Regions from separate parts of the Mus musculus genome. Here regions 2, 3, 4 and 5 are each linked to region 1. The links are chromatin contacts, called in public Hi-C, HiCAR-type, capture Hi-C and promoter capture Hi-C maps. All regions are on one chromosome and are shown on one strand. The core of a region is the stretch at or near the end of the contact, and the rest is flanking DNA. Distances in the headings are between cores, read along the strand shown.

Evidence for each region. Promoter capture Hi-C pulls out the DNA fragments that hold promoters and counts their contacts. Hi-C and Micro-C count contacts between places; a contact is called where the count stands out from the background. HiCAR-type assays count read pairs that join an accessible place to other places. Capture Hi-C pulls out chosen DNA fragments and counts their contacts.
Region 2: a Hi-C map of liver shows a contact between it and region 1, with 2.6 times the contacts expected there. The contact joins the promoter of 4732419C18Rik here to the promoter of Agt in region 1. A contact is called at or near these places in 3 of 39 promoter capture datasets (liver, pre-B cells and stem cell-derived epiblast-like cells) and 1 of 484 Hi-C or Micro-C datasets (liver).
Region 3: a contact with region 1 is called in a HiCAR-type map of astrocytes, with 3 times the contacts expected there. The contact joins the promoter of Rab4a here to the promoter of Agt in region 1. A contact is called at or near these places in 3 of 39 promoter capture datasets (liver and pre-B cells), 1 of 484 Hi-C or Micro-C datasets (liver), 2 of 115 datasets of contacts at active chromatin or transcription factors (astrocytes and embryonic forebrain) and 1 of 9 other capture datasets (liver).
Region 4: a contact with region 1 is called in a promoter capture Hi-C map of liver, with 5 times the contacts expected there. The contact joins the promoter of Nup133 here to the promoter of Agt in region 1. A contact is called at or near these places in 4 of 39 promoter capture datasets (the 3T3-L1 cell line, frontonasal cranial neural crest, liver and 1 more) and 1 of 115 datasets of contacts at active chromatin or transcription factors (bone marrow-derived macrophages).
Region 5: a capture Hi-C map of macrophages shows a contact between it and region 1, with 3 times the contacts expected there. The contact joins the promoter of Urb2 here to the promoter of Agt in region 1. A contact is called at or near these places in 7 of 39 promoter capture datasets (the 3T3-L1 cell line, HPC-7-derived erythroid cells, hippocampal neurons and 2 more), 4 of 115 datasets of contacts at active chromatin or transcription factors (astrocytes, craniofacial prominence, embryonic stem cells and 1 more) and 2 of 9 other capture datasets (macrophages and pancreatic islet).

What each region holds. Positions count from the first base shown.
Region 1 is chr8:124,568,112-124,571,279 of GRCm38.p6, reverse strand. Agt (angiotensinogen (serpin peptidase inhibitor, clade A, member 8)) reads left to right here and starts at 1,574. Exons shown (of 5, transcript NM_007428.4): 1 at 1,574-1,604.
Region 2 is chr8:123,752,773-123,755,940 of GRCm38.p6, reverse strand. 4732419C18Rik (RIKEN cDNA 4732419C18 gene) reads left to right here and starts at 1,713. Exons shown (of 3, transcript NR_166622.1): 1 at 1,713-1,883.
Region 3 is chr8:123,804,516-123,807,683 of GRCm38.p6, reverse strand. Rab4a (RAB4A, member RAS oncogene family) reads right to left here and starts at 1,688. Exons shown (of 8, transcript NM_009003.3): 1 at 1,518-1,688. The coding sequence starts at 1,548.
Region 4 is chr8:123,947,520-123,950,687 of GRCm38.p6, reverse strand. It overlaps Nup133 (nucleoporin 133), which reads left to right and starts at 1,423. Exons shown (of 26, transcript NM_172288.2): 1 at 1,423-1,690. The coding sequence starts at 1,512.
Region 5 is chr8:124,019,971-124,023,138 of GRCm38.p6, reverse strand. Urb2 (URB2 ribosome biogenesis 2 homolog (S. cerevisiae)) reads right to left here and starts at 1,642. Exons shown (of 10, transcript NM_001368414.1): 1 at 1,613-1,642. It overlaps Taf5l (TATA-box binding protein associated factor 5 like), which reads left to right and starts at 1,742. Exons shown (of 5, transcript NM_133966.3): 1 at 1,742-1,950. Mir1967 (microRNA 1967) reads right to left here and starts at 498; the gene lies at 417-498.

The sequences.
Region 1 (3,168 bases), core at 325-2,824:
CAGGGGGCCGTGGGGGGGGGACTTCAGGCCAGTCAGTTAACCCCCTCAGAGCAGGCGGAGTCTATACAGCCAGCCTGGCCCAAGAGCCCTGTTGTCTGACTTGCCGCTGCAGGGGTACTTGCTCCAGGTGGAGTAACTGAGCCTGTTCTCCGTGTGGACTGGGATGGACTGATGACCAGCCAGTAAAGACTGCCACAGAGGAGGCTTGTGCTCAGACAGCCTTAGTAGCAAGGGTTAACCACGCTCAGTAGCCTTCATCTACTGGACATCTCACAGAGGACAAAAAAGATGTTCAGTGAGCTGAAGAATCCAGTCTTCTGGTCTCAGAGCCCGAGAGGAAAGATCTTTCTATCACTATATTCATGAGCTCTACTCTTGTGTCCTCAGCACAGGGCTCCCTGCTGAACCCCAAAGCTACTAAGGCATCCACACACTCCTCGGGGAAATCTGTGCACCACTGGCCTTTCCTAAGCTCTTACTCCCTGCATACCCCTTGGGCTGCTGGCATCCTCTTCCTTAATCCCGAGTGCAGACCGTCACTCTACAGCCCTGCCTCCTACAGCTGGTCTCCCACTGAGATCTCTGGTAGTTATTTTATGTCTGTGCCCAGAGAAGGTTGCTCTTCAGAGCCCATCTCAAACACCATCAAGTCCTGCATGGTGCATCTGTCTTCTAAGCCAGCGACTGCTCTGCCCACTCTCTCTTTCCACCTCTACTCTCCCATGCCACTTTTAGGTGAAGGCAGGTTGTGCCTGTGTCCACATGGCCAAGAGATTGCTTGAAGTTGTGGATGCGATGCAAGCTAGTCGCCACCCATGGTAGCCTGCAGGTGGGACTGTCTGCCAGGCCTACTCCTGCTGTCTTCTCAGATCCCACCCTTCCCTGGTGTCCACCAGTCTCATCCCTTAAACTTTCACAACCATTCTCCACCCTCAAGGGAGGCGCTCCAAAACCTCCAACCTCCAAAACTGCTGCTTTCCGTCCATGAGCCCAGAACATTTTGTTTCAATATGGCTCTACCACAGTCAGAATTTCCCAGCCTAATCAGGTGTGCTAGAAGTTCCGGAAGGCGCTTCCTACTGGTGATGTGTGTCCTCAGCCCACTGGAAGCCCCTGTACAGAACAGGCAACTAACGTAACTACAAATGTCCAAGGTCGTCCACCCTGAGAGCAGCTGGTGACGTGAGGTTCAGCTCCTGCAAGTGAGCCCCCTTCCTGGCATGCCCAGAGAGGCTTACGAGTGCATCACGAGGGGGCTTTCATCCCAAGGTCTGCATGGCTGGCTTCAGGTTGTCACAACCCACTCAATCCTGTGACTGTGGTCCTGGCTCCAGGGAACTGGGGTAAATGTGTAACCCAAGGCCAGCCTATTTTTGCATGAGGCTCATCTGCCAGTAGGGCTTCCTGGAAGGGGCCCAGAGGAACATCACCCTGGCCCTGATCCATCTTGGTCAAGCCTGGATTCTCATGGTTCCCTGATCTGGGTCCTCCCCCAGCCTCTGTACAGAGTAGCCCAGGAATAGATCCATCTCCACCCCTTGAGTATAAATAAGCCTGCTTGGCTCACCAGGGGATAGCTGTGCTTGTCTAGGTTGGCGCTGAAGGTAAGCAGAGCACTCTTGTCTTGGTTCTTTCATGGGATCTGGCCAGGCAGGAGCTGAGCTGTGGGTGGGAAGAGGAGGCCGGGACTGGGCAGAGACACTGGGAAGGGCTGGATGGCATTTTTTCTGGAGTGAGAAGTCTGTGGTAGCAGGCGCTTCAGGAGATGTGAGCACTGACTGCTTCTCCTATTCCGAAAGGCTAGATGTCCAGGTAAACTGTCCCCTGTGGGTCACCAAACTGGGCTCACTGGGAACTGATGGTCTTTCATTAGGGGATGGCCAGGTCCTTTTGCCTCCTGTGAGTCCAGATGGGTCCTCAAAAGCAGAGAGACTCTCACAGGGTCAGCACTAGGGTGGCCAAGTCCCCTGGACCTCCTCCAGCCTGAAGGGAGAACAAGGCTTCATTGTTCAGACTGCAAGAAGCAGGAAGGGACAAGTCACGTGACATCTCTATCCAGGCTCAATGCTGTGGTCTGTGTCTTGTGGCTCCTCACCATGTCCTGTAGGGCCTCAACTTACCCCTCTGTGAACAGGCTTCATCACAGTTCTGAGGTTCTCTAGGGCTGGGGATAAGTTAGGAGCATCCAGTAACATGGAAGTACTTTGAAAAGTTAGCTCCTTCTTTATTCTTAGTGTGGTGTGTGTGTGTGTGCCGTGTTGTGTATGTGCATATTATTTATTTATTTACTTCTGGTTTCTGAGACAGGGTTTCTCTGTTGTAGTCTTTGCTGTCCTAGAACTCACTCTGTAAAGCGTGCAGGCCTCAGATTCAGAGATATGTCTGCCCCTTTTTTTTTTTTTTTTTTTGGAAGACAGGGTCTTACTGTGTAGCTCTGGTTGTCCTAGAACTCACTAAATTCTGTCTGCCTCAACCTCTTGATTGTATCACCATACCCAGCCCAAGGTATATATGTATTTATGTGAATGTGACATATGTGTGTATGACGTGTGTATTTATGTACATATGTATGTATGTATGTATGTATGTATGTATGTATGTATGTATGTATGTGTATATATGAAGTGTAGGGGAGGAGCATGGAGACATAGGAGCCATGAACACAGATAGAGACTAGAGGAGGATACCAGGTGTCCTGCCAGCTACTGTCCTCCTTAGTCCCTTGAGACAGGGTCCCTTCCTGAAGCTGGGGCTAGACTGGCAGCCAGGAAGCCCTGGAGATCATCCTGTCTCCTCGCTCCACCTCTCTGGAGTTAGGGGAGTATGTGGTTGTGACTGGTCTTTCACAAGGGGTCAGGGGACGAGAACCCGGATTTTCATATTTATGCAACAACGTGTTCTTGCGTGCTGAACCTGCCCTAGGCTCCTCAGTTCCTTATTTCTTTTAAGAGGCAATATGTGTCATGTCTAGATGCCACTCATGGATTCAAGTGTTAGGGCTGAGTCCCAGCTGTGTGACCTGGTGCAGGTCACAAGACTTGTCTGTTCCTGTACAAATGGCACTGATGATTCTACAGCTATCCCTGGATGACCTTAGGAAGGTGGGCTAACCTGTGGCACTCAGGTACCTGTGGGAGGCAGACCAGTGGGGCACATAGTAAATACATC
Region 2 (3,168 bases), core at 464-2,963, 820 kb after region 1:
GGAGATTCCAGGTCATGATTCCACCCACCCGCCTGCCTGGTTGTGGACTGAGTGGAGCCAGCCGGCCCTTGGGGAGGAGGCTGTGTACACCGTGGTGCTTCTTGTTCCTGCTTCTGGAGTCTCAGGAAAAGGGGAGCTTCCAGCTCCTTCCCCGAGTCTTTTTTTCCTTAGTGTTTTGTGTCCAGGTAGCTACCCACTTCAGACAGCTACTTTATCTACTTTTACCCCATTTATTTATTTTATGTATGTGAGTACATTGAATTTTAGGGCCTTTGCTCCCTCTCGTCGGGCCCCCACTCGCTCAAAGCCAGATTTATTTATTATTATAATGTACACTGTAGCTGACTTCAGACACACCAGAAGAGGGCGTCAGATCTCATTGTGGATGGTTGTGAGCCACCATGTGGTTGCCGGGATTTGAACTCAGGACCTTAGGAAGAACAGTCAGTGCTCTTAACCGCTGAGCTATCTCGCCAGCCCAACATGCCAGTTTGGATAAACATACCAAGGGGTTCATTCCAGGGTTCCTGTGGGAAAGGCTCTGAAACTTTGATCCGTGTCTCAGAACAAAAGGAGTCATGCAGAAGGTAAAGAGCTGCAGCAAGATCTATGGCAGAGGGCTGTCTCAAATGCTCATGGCCCTCCTGTGGCTAGACTCCATCGGGGAGCAAAGAGCAACCAGAACCTGTCCTTCAACCTCAGGAGCCACCACCTGCTGCTTCTTACAGTCCTCTTGGAGTGTAGATTATCTTTCTCAGCCCCCTCAGCCCACAAAGAACAGACCTACAGTAGGGGAGCACCTGACCTCTGAGTCACACACAGACTTAGAAAGACTCGGCTGGTTTCCCTGCCCCACTTTGTCTTTGGGGCTGGTGGAGGAGACCTGGGCCCCGGTCATGGTGATTCATTTTGAGCTCCTTACCGGGCAGAGTGGCTCTCACAGTGACACAGGCTACAGGGTTGGCTTGGGATGGGCTGCAGTAGAAGGCCCTGCAGCATCTCTTCCTCGTCCCGTGGTGACTTACTCTACTAAAATCTTCTCTGAGGGCAGGGCCCGACCTAATTGTAAGTTGTCATGGAAGCATGTCAAGAGGAAGAGGAACAATGATCTGGTCCAGGCAGATGTGATGCTGAGGGAGTCACTGACATCACAGCCAAGGACCCCAGAGGGCTGAAAGCCTCGGGCACACTCAGCTGTGTCTCACTCCGTGGGAAACATTCCGCCCAGAGAAGAGGGTGTGGCCTCAGGTCCCCAGAAGCCCTTACCTGTCTGTCAACAGCGTCTCATCATCATATCCTCTGTGGGGTGTTTCTCATTCATTCATTCATTCATTCATTCATTCATTCATTCATTCTTCAGCAAATGATTGCTGAGAGCCTACCGTGTGGTGGCTGTTTTGCTCCGAGAGTAGACACACCGTCTGTGGTGGATTTGTATTGACGGACACTGTGGTAAACTGAGGCTGCACAGGAAGCCAGGTGAGGAATCCTTTTCGGGAGCTGACGCATACACTGGTCTGCACTTGATACAGATCTACACAAGAGATGGCGCGAGCAAAACGCCTTGGGGAGGTGAGAGTCTCGGTGAGGTTGGAGGACTGACCCGGAAGCTGTGTGTCAAGAGGGTGAAGGGCAGAGGGCGGCTACACAGGCCTGAGCTGCGGCTCGGTCTTTAACCACAGTGTGAAATCACTGGTGGATTAGGAACAGGAGAGAGGCTGATTTGCATATTAAAAAGATTGCCCAGCTGCTGGGTGAAGACTGCCTTTTAAAGGCGCAAAAAATAGAAATAGGAAGACCAGCTAGGGAGGGAGCGGCTCAGCAACGCAGACAGGAAATAATCACTGTTATTATCTGCAGTCCTCCAGAGGAGCTCACAGCAGGTAGGAACGCCGCGTGCTCGTTTGCGGAGTGAATTTTCGGAGTGAAAGGTACAAAAGCCTTTTCTGCCGTTCTGTCTTTGAAACTTCAGAGCAGCGCTGGGATGGATTAGGGTCGTGTTCTTGGGCTAAAATGAGTCTCCAAGGCACTGGTCCTAGGTAAGGTAAGGCTCTGTTGGGAGCTGAGAGCTTGCTTTTACTCTAGGCCTCCTGACCTATCTGGGCTCTGTCCATTCCTGGAACCCCCCTAGGCAAAGTTTCCCAGGCCAGAAGGAAAGAGTGCAGTGACAGAACTAGGTAGTCAAGGCCCAGAGTCCTGCTGACCAGAGCCTAGGTGCTAAGTTCTCCTGGTGCTATGCCTGTGTATGGAGAACACAGTATGATGTGGTCTGGCTTCCAAGAGCCTAAAATCTAACCAGAAACAAATGGGAGCCTCAATAAATAATTTAAGAACGTCTTGAAAATTAAAAGGCACACACACAAATAACTCTAGGAGGAAGCCAGGGTTTTTCCTCGGGACAAATGGGCCTGAATACTATTTTGAAGGCTGTGTTTTCACTTGGACCTTGATGGTCCCTGGGGCAGTTGCTGGCCTGCTAACAAGGTCACCCATATCATTTGATCCACGCTATACTGAAGCAGTCCTTACCCGCTGCCCGGCAAAGTCCTTCCATACTTAGTGTCTAATACAATGGCTGCTTTGTTGACCCCATGAGTTCTGTGCCTCAGGAATTTGGAAGGTCGGGAGTGGGGATGGCTGGGCTCTGACTCAGCATCAGCATGTGAAGCCTCAGTTTTGAATGCCACTGGCTAGGTGCCAGGACCCGAGACCCTCTGACAACTACATGCCAGGCGATCAGGCTGGGGAGATGCCAAGGCTGAGCTGAACCAGCTGCTCTTCAGTGTGTTTCTGTGGGGTCTCTCCATGGCCTGGGGTCGCCTCACAGCATCGGAGCTCCAGGAAGTTTTGCCTCAACCACATGAATCAGAGCTACTGAGACAGCAGAAGCCACTTGGCTTTTAGGTCCCACCTGAAGGCATCTCTACCTGTCGCTGCTGCAGCACAGCATAGCACAGTACACACTGGTGTGTGTGCACCCACATCAGGTGGCTTCCAGGGCCCTGCCACACACTGGAAGGAACGTCAGTGTTCACAGTCTAGTGAAAACCATGGGAAGGTTTAATGAAACCAGGAAATAAAACCTATGTTGGATGAGATGGCTCAGCGGTTAAGAGCACTGACTGCTCTTCCGAAGGTCCTGAGTTCGAATCCCAGCAACCACATGGT
Region 3 (3,168 bases), core at 439-2,938, 760 kb after region 1:
TACAGGGGCAGGCATTATGCTTCATGGCCACAGGAAGAGATGATTGCTGGTACCAGGAGAGAGTGGACCAGGCTGCTGTGTGCCTCATGACACACTTTCCAGCGTCCCACCCTCTCAAACTCCAAAGTTCTTCAACTGAGTCCTCACCCTTTGGATGCCCGGATGCCCGGATGCCCAATCCACACTCCCAGGCCTACATCCCAGGTCTGCCTGTCCACTTGCCCCTCTCTAACCCATCTAGGTCAGCTCTTTCTCACACAGCCATGCTGAATCCTTCAGAACCTGCTGCCTGGTTTTTAATTGTTTATCCATTAAGGTCACAGCTGAATTTAAAAATCCACTCCTCGTTGGACCGCAAACTCTTGGGGAAGTTTCCATGGCACTCGTACACCGAGTAGAGCCTTCCAGGCCAGACCCTGGCCCCACCCTGTGGCAGGAAGGAAGCAGGGGCACAAACTGCAGATAACCTGACAGATCGTCATGCTTTTCCGTGCGAGTCCCTCCTTCGGACGACGAGCACAGACCACGTCAAAGTTTCAAGTCTCGTGAGGGACTGGCAGGCACAGGCCAACCATACATAGTAGTGGTTGTTTATTCTTGCCTCGACTGGGGGAGGGGGAGCACCCAGCACGTGCATTGAGAATGGCTGGGTGCTGCAGGAGAAAAAAAGATGAAAAAATCATGTCTCCATATCCAAGGCCTGTGGTCATCAGAGGACCATATATTTGTATTTATAAAGGTAATATAATGCAACCATATCTGGAGGGGAGGACGGGAGGAGAGAGGGAGGGAGGGAAAATACACGAGGCCAGGGGTCTACAGAAAAGAGACAGCATTCATCCACTTAAAACTCATTATAATCTCAATGCAAAGAAAGGAATTCCAACACCCCCACCCCACCCTCCCGAGGCCCACAACCCTGCCCCTAGAGACACAAAACGCAGGCGTGGCCCTGAGCCTTCATCCCTGCGGTTGGTGCTGCAGGGAGGAGGACAAGAATCGACGACAAATTGGCTCCTGCAACCCTGAGAGATTTAAACAATCCAAGGAGGAAAATGTAGAGTGAAACCAGGGTCAAAGCGGGAGGGAACTTGGTAGAATCACAGCAGGGGGCACCTGCTGGCCAGAGAGTCCAGACCAGCGCCTGATACCCCTAGAGCCTCAAGATTCCAGCCTAGCCTGAAACACCCAGACATTCTCAAGTTCCAGCTCGACCTTGACACCCCAAGAATATCAGGATCCCTCCCAGCCGCTGACACTTTAGGATTCTCAGTGTCTCCACCTGGCTCCTAACACCCAGATTCTCAGGATCCCAGCTGCTGACATTACTAGGATCCCAAGCCAACCCTAAACCACCCAAGACTCTAAATATCTCTGCCTGGTTCCTGACACCGCGAGGTTTGCAGGATATCTCGATATTCTAGACACCGGCTCTGGAGACCCTGACCCCGGCCCCCAACATTCCGGGACCCCAAGGCCTGCCCCTCTAAACACGTACGCAAACCCGCGCGTCTTACCGTAAGTCTCGGACATGGCGGTCTGCGCCATTCTGCCGCCACAGCTCCGCGGGGTCCGTCCTCCAGTCTCCGCAGAGCGAGAGGAACCGAGCGTGGAGAGCCGGGAACGGGCCCACGGCGAGCCGGCCACCGGCTGCGGCCCAGCGGGACTCGGCTCCGCGTCTGCGCACCGCCGCCCGGCGAAGGAGCCCGGCGGAGCAGGGGGAGGGGCGGGGTCGCAGGAGGAAGGAGGAGCGGGGCTGGGGAAGGGGAGGAGGGAGGGCAAGAGAAATGGTTGGAGGCTCCTAGTTGGAGGAGGAGGTGAAGGCAAAGGAGGATGAAGGAGGGGACCAGGAAGGAGGGAGGGCGGGACTAGGGAGGGGGCGCCTGCGCCCGTAGATCCTCCCAGATGGCTTAGCAGTACAGACTCAGCCTTTCTTAAGAGTGACCTGCCAGGCTAGGGTGGACAGGAGGCCGCCCGAGGGCTTGTTTTGACAGAAAGGGGGTTCACTAGCAGAAAGCCACGCAGGTGTGTTTGGTCACCAGAACTCTCCTGCTCACCACGTTAGTGGGCAGAGCAGTGCTGCTTGGCTCTTACTGCAGGCTAATTTCGAAGGTGTGTTCGGTTAATGAAGCAATACAGGTCAGAACCTACCCCTTCCTCCGAGGAAAAGGGTTGGGACATTTATTGAAAGGCAAATTGGGGTCGGGAGTTTGACCCACCTGAGCAAACCGGGGCCTAAGTAAGATCCTGCCTTCTTCACAGCAGCAGATGCCTGGGCTGTGGGAAGCCTACCGTGTACCTTTAACCTCCGCTGTCAGGCTCTACCACGGGTCAGACATTCTCTCCTGCCTCCGTGCTGCCTGTCCTAATATTTCATTATTGTGCTTTATGACAGAAAATTAAGGAGATGTGGGAAGGGAAAGAAGCCCCCGCCCCCATCCCGTAATCTTGTTGAAGTCTCTTGCTGGCACAGCATGCAAAGTTTGCTGTTGAGATTGTCTACCATCGTGTCGCTTGCCTATAATCCCAGCATTCAGGAGGCATAGGCAGGGTTGTTTCAAGTTGAAGGCCTATCTGGGCTACACAGCAAGGAGGGAAAACAAAGATGATAGAGACACAACTCAAAAAAATATATAAGTAAATATATTTTAAAATAACAGGAGTGACTGCCTGAATAATTCATTTGATATAGAGATATTTCATATACGAATGTGAAAATAGCCCAGCAGTGGTAGTGCAAGTCTTTGATCCCAGCACTGGGGAGGCAGAGGCAGGTGGACCTCTGTGAGTTCGAGGCTAGCCTGATCTAGCCTGTCTCCAAAAAAAAAAAACAAAAGGAAAAAAAAAAAAGAAAGAATGTTAAAATAGGAAGGAACTGCGCTGAAGGCCTGAGAGTGTGCGACCTTTGAGCTCAGCTTTCTTTCCCAGATGCAAATCTGTAATGTTCTGAGTCACCCACAAACACGATTACATTCAAAGCACATGCATGGTAGCACGGGCCTTTAACTCCAGATCTCAGAAGGCAAGAGACAAGCAGAGCTGAGTTCGAGGCCAGTCTGGACTGCATTCTGAGTTCTAGGCAAGCCAAGATTGCATTGTGAGACCCTGTCTCATACACAAACTAACAAACAAAAAGGAAGAAATATGTCTTAGTCTTTTGTGACTTAA
Region 4 (3,168 bases), core at 174-2,673, 620 kb after region 1:
TTCTCCTACACTGCACTTTGCAAGAATTAAAGGCTCCATTACGCATGCGCACGTTTCTCCTGGACTGTGGACTGGAAAGCTGCTTTCTCTCATCCTTAGGGCAGAGATGACTCCTCCCTTCCATGTTCTCTCTCCCCCTACCCCCTCCCACTGTATTTACTTCTGATATGCCTAACAACCTTGTGTCCATAATGGTCTCTCAGGTAATTGGGTTTGTTTGTTGGCATTTGAGACAGTGTCTCATGTAGCCCAGGGTGGCTTTGAACAACTTCTGGTCCTACAGAGATTATAGGTGTGTGCAGCCACACCTGGCTCAAGTAGCTACTTCTAAATGCTTTTCTTTTTTTTTCCGAGTTCAATTCCCAGCACCCATGCTAGGTGGCGCACAACCCCCCTGTAACTAACTTCAGAGTCCAATGCCCTCCTTCTGGCTTTCTGAGCTCTTAAAAGATCAAAACTGCCCCAAGGAACTCGATGCCTCTATCAGCAGGAAGTAGTCTACGGATATCGAAGCCCCCTTTTCCTCTAGCCTTCTTTCTCCTACCTAGTGTTGGGGGGTTGAGAGGGAGACAAGTGGTAGAAATAGGAACCCATAAAGTGGTCAAAAGTCTGGCTACAATGTTGTCTAAGTGGGACACAATGAAAAAACCGAAAAGGAAAGGCCACCCGAAGTAACAAGGGACCTCACAAGTTCAGCAAGGGTCCCTGGGCAGTTATCAGCCCTGAATATTTACAAACTCTAGTACAGCCTCGGGCTAATCTCAGTTCACTGTTTAGTAATGTGGGGAGCAGAATGGAAAAGACACCCCCATACACACACTACGGTCTTCCGAAACAGCCGCAGAGGACTAACAGAACTGTGTGCACGCCTGCTATCGGCTTCTACTAGGGTCTGGAACTTCAGGGGCAGCGATGAGAGTGAACATGCCCGGGGACTGGGGGCACTGTCATTTCCGAATCTCCGGCAGTAGGACAGACCCATCAAAATGCAAGCTGTGCCTGGAAAGCAAAAAGCTGCAACCCGCTGCAGAGCCCAGACAATCGAACGAAGAACAAGCCTGAACCGATCTGAATTAGGTTGGGAAAAACTGTGAGCACACCACCGCCGCCCAGAGCGCGACTTCCTCAGCTCCGCCCACGGGCGCCTCCTTCCCCAGCCCACGCTCGCCGCGGAGGGTCAGCTCCAGCCGGAGACCGGCGCTTCTGGCAAGCTCTCGGTCCGGAGCACTGGATCCACCGCGGTGAATCGGGTCGCAGGACTCCAAATCGCCTGCCCCGCCCCTCCCCGGTACTGGATGTGACGTCAACAAAGCGCTCCCAGTTCCGACCTTGCCCCGAGTCTCGGCGCCGATCTTTGACGTCATTGCCATGCGCCTTCCCCTCCCTACTCGCTGAGCGCCCCCTTACGTCATCTCTAGGCGCCTTCCCGCCCCTCAGGTGTTCAAGCTCCGGGCGCGCGAGGTTCTCGCTATTAGCCCGCGAGTGCCGCTTCCTCCACGCTCTCTGCAAACATGTTTCCGAGCGTCTCCTCTCCGCGAACCCCAGGGCCGGGGACCCGACGCGGTCCGCTAGTCGGGATCGGGCCCACGTCCACGCCTAGAGCGAGCAGGAGGGGTCTGTCTCTGGGATCTGCGGTTAACTCGCCCGTGCTGTTCTCGCCCGCAGGCCGGCGCAGCTCGGTGAGCTCACGGTAAGTGGGGGTTCGGGGACCAGCGGGGTCCGCTCCACAGCGGGGAGGTGGAGCCTGGCAGTGGGGTAAGCTGCCGCAGAGTTCGAAAGTACTTCTGGTCATTCTCGCGTTTTATTGTCGCTGCTTAATGGTGGCCCTCGTTTTGCCCGTTCTCTGTTTAACTCTTTATTGGACCCATGGATTCACTCTGTCTCCGCGCTACAGAAAAGAATGAAAGAACCTTTTGAGCACTACGCTTGCAAGGTAGGAACATACTTCAGATTATTGTAAAGATTAAAAAGTCATTTCTTTATTATGTTGACACAGGTCAGTGTCGGGCTGCTGTTTGTTTAAAGTTGTGGTTTGACTCTGTGGCGTTTGACACGAGTAACATTTGGTCTGGTGTAGTCTTTTTGTGATATAGTGTAGGAATGCAGCCTGGAACTCAGTCCTGTCCACTTTGGGACAGCCCATGCTACGTACCCTAGGCTGACTTTGCTCAATCCACTTTTAAGATTCTTCTATTTCAAGCATGCAGTAGCTTGTCTGGCTACCATCATTTTGTTTAACACTTCCAGCTTTAAGTCAGGATCTCAGCATCTCAGGATTCAGTACACCTATCTGAGTCATGGTAAGAGCCTACAAACCTGGCAAAAATGTTTTCTCAGTGCCTAGCAAATGCTTATTACTACATACTGATTGGCAGTTAAAGGACTTGGGCCACAAAATGTGATGGTTGTGACTAGGTTACATAAAAGCACTTTGTGTGTGTGTGTGTGTGTGTGTGTGTGTGTGAGAGAGAGAGAGAGAGAGCGTGCTTCACTAAAGATGCTGGTGTGCTGCCAAGTCCACATGTATAGTAGAATTGTTACCCTCCTCAATGTAATTAACACGAAAATTCAGAATTGGGTTACCTTTTTCTAGAAGAATTTCTTCTGTTCATCTTTCAAAAGTGAATTTCTGGGATGGAAAGATGGCTCTGGGGATAAGAGCACTTGCTTTTCGATATCTATCTATCTATCATACAATCATATATATATATATACACATATATACACACACACACATATATGTATATATGATGGGTTAAAAAGATAGTAAGATGCATATATGTTCTGATACATCATTTTTGCTCAAAACAAACAAAAAAACCAGTAAATTAATCTCAAAAGTACCTGACAACTATTGCCTTAAAATTATTTTAAAAGGTATTGCTGGACATGGTAGTACACAACTTAAAATCCTAGCACATGGAAAGCTAAGGTAGGAGGACCCTGGATCAGAGCTAGTCTTGGCTATATAGTTCCAAAGCAACCAGAGACACACAGTGATGTGTGTGTGTGTGTGTGTGTGTGTGTGTGTGTGTATGTTTGTGTGTATGTTTGTGTGTGTGTGTGTGTGTGTGTGTGTATCTTAAGTGAATTTTTTTCTGCATGAAAACAGGAAATACTGAGTCTAACAGAGACTTATGATTAAAATGTATGAACCTACAAGTCTTG
Region 5 (3,168 bases), core at 393-2,892, 550 kb after region 1:
ACATGGTAAGATGTTGTGTCAAATATATAGTTAATTTGAAACTGGCTTTCATCAAAAGCAGGTAGACAATAGATTATAAGTACTCCTGCTGTGATCACACTTAGAGAATACAGGAATTCAATAAGGAGAAATCAAAGTGTGTAAATCACTCACAGGATGACAGTCACCATTCATGATTTAAGATCGAAAGAGATGGTTTAGCACAGCTTCAAAACTGTGTTGTGTAACAGGAGTAGCACTATTAAATAAGCAAAAAAGCAAGCAATACAGTACTTGAAGAAAATAATGCTTCTTGAAGTGAAAAAGAAATTAGGTGATGTGGCTGAGGAAACGGCTCAGCAGTAAAGAACACTTGTGACTCCTGTAGAGAGCCCGAGTCCAGTTCCTAGCACCCACAACGATCTGTAAGTCAATTTCCAGGGAATTCTGCATCTTCTCCCCAGGATCCTCATGAATGTCAGACAAAAGGAGCAAAGAGAGAAAGAAACAGAATTCAGGCATTAATTTCAATAAAAATGCTCTTACTTCTACTGTAACAGTAACTCGTCACACACAGCTACAGTAGACAAAAACCATATACAATCTTTAAAATCCCAAGTAACAAAGGAAAGGATACATTAACAACCTACACTTGCTATGAAACCCAGCTAAACCTTTTGAGTTTTTAAAAGTCATAAAGTTTGTTTCCATTATGGTAAACAACTTAGCTTAAACCCTGACAGAACATTCACCACGCTGCTGTGTTGAGGCAAGAGACTGTGCACTTTGGAAAGCTTACTACAGGCCTTCAGAACTGAGAGGCCTCCCTTCCTGTCCTCGCCCTCTGACTACCTCGGGAAGGGTTTAGGGCAGGGTTTTTCCACCTGCGGGTCACACGCCCACAAGATTGCAAACCAGGTATTTATTCACATTATGCTTCCAACAGTAGGAAAATTGCAATTATAATATAGCAACAAAATAACTTCATGGCGGGGGGGGGGGGGGCGTGTCACCACAACATGAACAAAGGGTTGCAGGATTAGGAAGGTTGAGAATCAATGTTCTAGGGGGCTGGAAAGATGACTCCGTGGTTAGGATTACTTACTGCTGTTCCAGAGAACCCAGGTTCGAGTCCCAATATCCCACATCTTGGCTCACAACCACCACTCCAGTTCTAGAGGAACGCCCCTCTTTTATCCTCTGCGGGTGTACATAAAACACCCATACAAATAAAAAGTTTGGTTTTGGTGGTGGTGGTGGTGGTGGTGGTGGTGGTGGTGGTGGTGGTGGAGGAGGAGGAGGAGGAGGAGGTGGTGGTTCTAGTTTATCATGATACCTTCAAATCCTACTACCTGGATCGGGGCTCCCTCGAGTCCGAGCTCCGTGTAGGAGATCGGGGTGCTCTCTAACGTGGGTCTCCCTCAGATCAAGGTTCTCTCAAGTGGAGCTCCTTCAGTTCGGGGTAAAGCAGTTCAGAACCTCAAGCAGGGTTCCATAGCGGGAACTCCCTCGGGCAGAGGCTCCTCCGATCCCGGCTCTCCAGCCGGTTCCCTCCTGTTAGGACTGGTGTCCGCATCCGCCAAACTGGCGCCTCGGCGCAGAGGAAACCCAAACTCTCCAACCGTCCGCTCACCTGGGACCTCCACGGCGGCGAGCCACATGTGAGGGAGGCGCTTCCGGCAGACGTTGACGCCAACGGCTCGGGGCGGGGAGGGGCGTCACGCAGACATCGCTAGAGGAGCGCCGAGCGCGCCCTGGCCGCGGCGGCGTCGCGCGTCCGCGGCCTAGCCCGGCGTGCCCGCTCCGTCAGGCGGTCATGGGGCGGCCACCGAGAACCGCGAGCGCGGGAGGACGTAGGGCGCGGGGACCCGGCTAGCCGGTCGTCGTACGGAGTCCTACGGCGGGCAACCGATACGGAAGCAGCCGGTGCCGGGGCGGCGGCGGGGCAGCGGGAGCCGCCTGGGATGTTCAGTGAGTGCGGGCGGGGCGCGGGACAGGGCGGGGGGGGGGAGGGGACGCGGGGGAGGGGCCTCGGGCGGGAGAGCGCGCGCGCGCGCGCCCGCCCCTGCGCAGTCCCGGCCCTGCTCGCGCGCGCGCGGGTCCGAGCGACCCCGCACGTGGCGGCCCCGGCTGCACGCGCCCGGAGACCCCGCGGCCCCGCCGGGCGCCCTCGCGCGGAGCCAACTGCGAGCTCACGAGGGCGCTCGGCGGAAGTGGGCAGCGGACGGAGGGCTCGCGGCTGCCGCGGGGAGACGCGGCCCCGCGGACCTCGCAGGCGCTGTGGCTCCGGCGTCGAGAGGTGAGTTTTCCCCTTCGCCGGGACCGGCAGGTGGAGGATAGCCTCGGGGCTCTGCCGGGAGTCCCGTCCAGTCCGACCCGCCCTATTAGAAAGTGAAGTAGGAAGGGAGTCTGCCTTTCTCCAGGTTACAGACTTTTTGGCTGTAACCTGGGGCTGAGTGTCACGGATGGAGTTGGTGACCGCAGAGACTTAGAGTTGCAAGCCGTGTAGCAGGCGAGCTTGCTGCCTCGGTTTCTTCTCCTGTAAAATGGGAGGGTAATTTAAGCCCAGACTCTGCTGGTAGTGGTGGCGCACTCCGTAATCCCCACACTCTGTAGGCTGAGGCAGAAAGATTGCTGCGAATTGTTGGCCATCCTGGTGTACGAAGTGAGTTCTGCACCAGTCTAAACCACAGAGTGAGACTTGGTCTAAATACACGTGCATACACACACACATACACATATGAGAGCCTTGTTTTATGAACTATAAAGCGAATATTAAATCAGAAAACCCAAAATGTCAGTTTGTGCCTTCAGTATTTGCCATCAGTAATAAATAAATTTGGTTCGTGTGTTTTGGGACAGTCTTCCAACTGTGAGATTTGTGTGTACTTCTGTCACTGAAGAGAGGCAAAAACCTCTTCTGACTACTTAGTAACTGGTTATTCTTTTTGTTACTCTGTCACAATCTATGAACAACATCTGGGGACAAAAGAAGGGGCTTTGCTTCTTTTCTGACTTGTTTTAGCTTGACCTTGTGTGACGCCAGCGCTGCTCATTGAACACTACTTGAAGTCACGGTTCCAGCCTTCCACGTAGCCAATCAGCATGTTAGCTGATTAACTTGCAGGCTCTCGTTGACATAAGCATCAGTGAGCGGTTGGCCCAGTGCTCCCCTGCAGTCCCGTATGG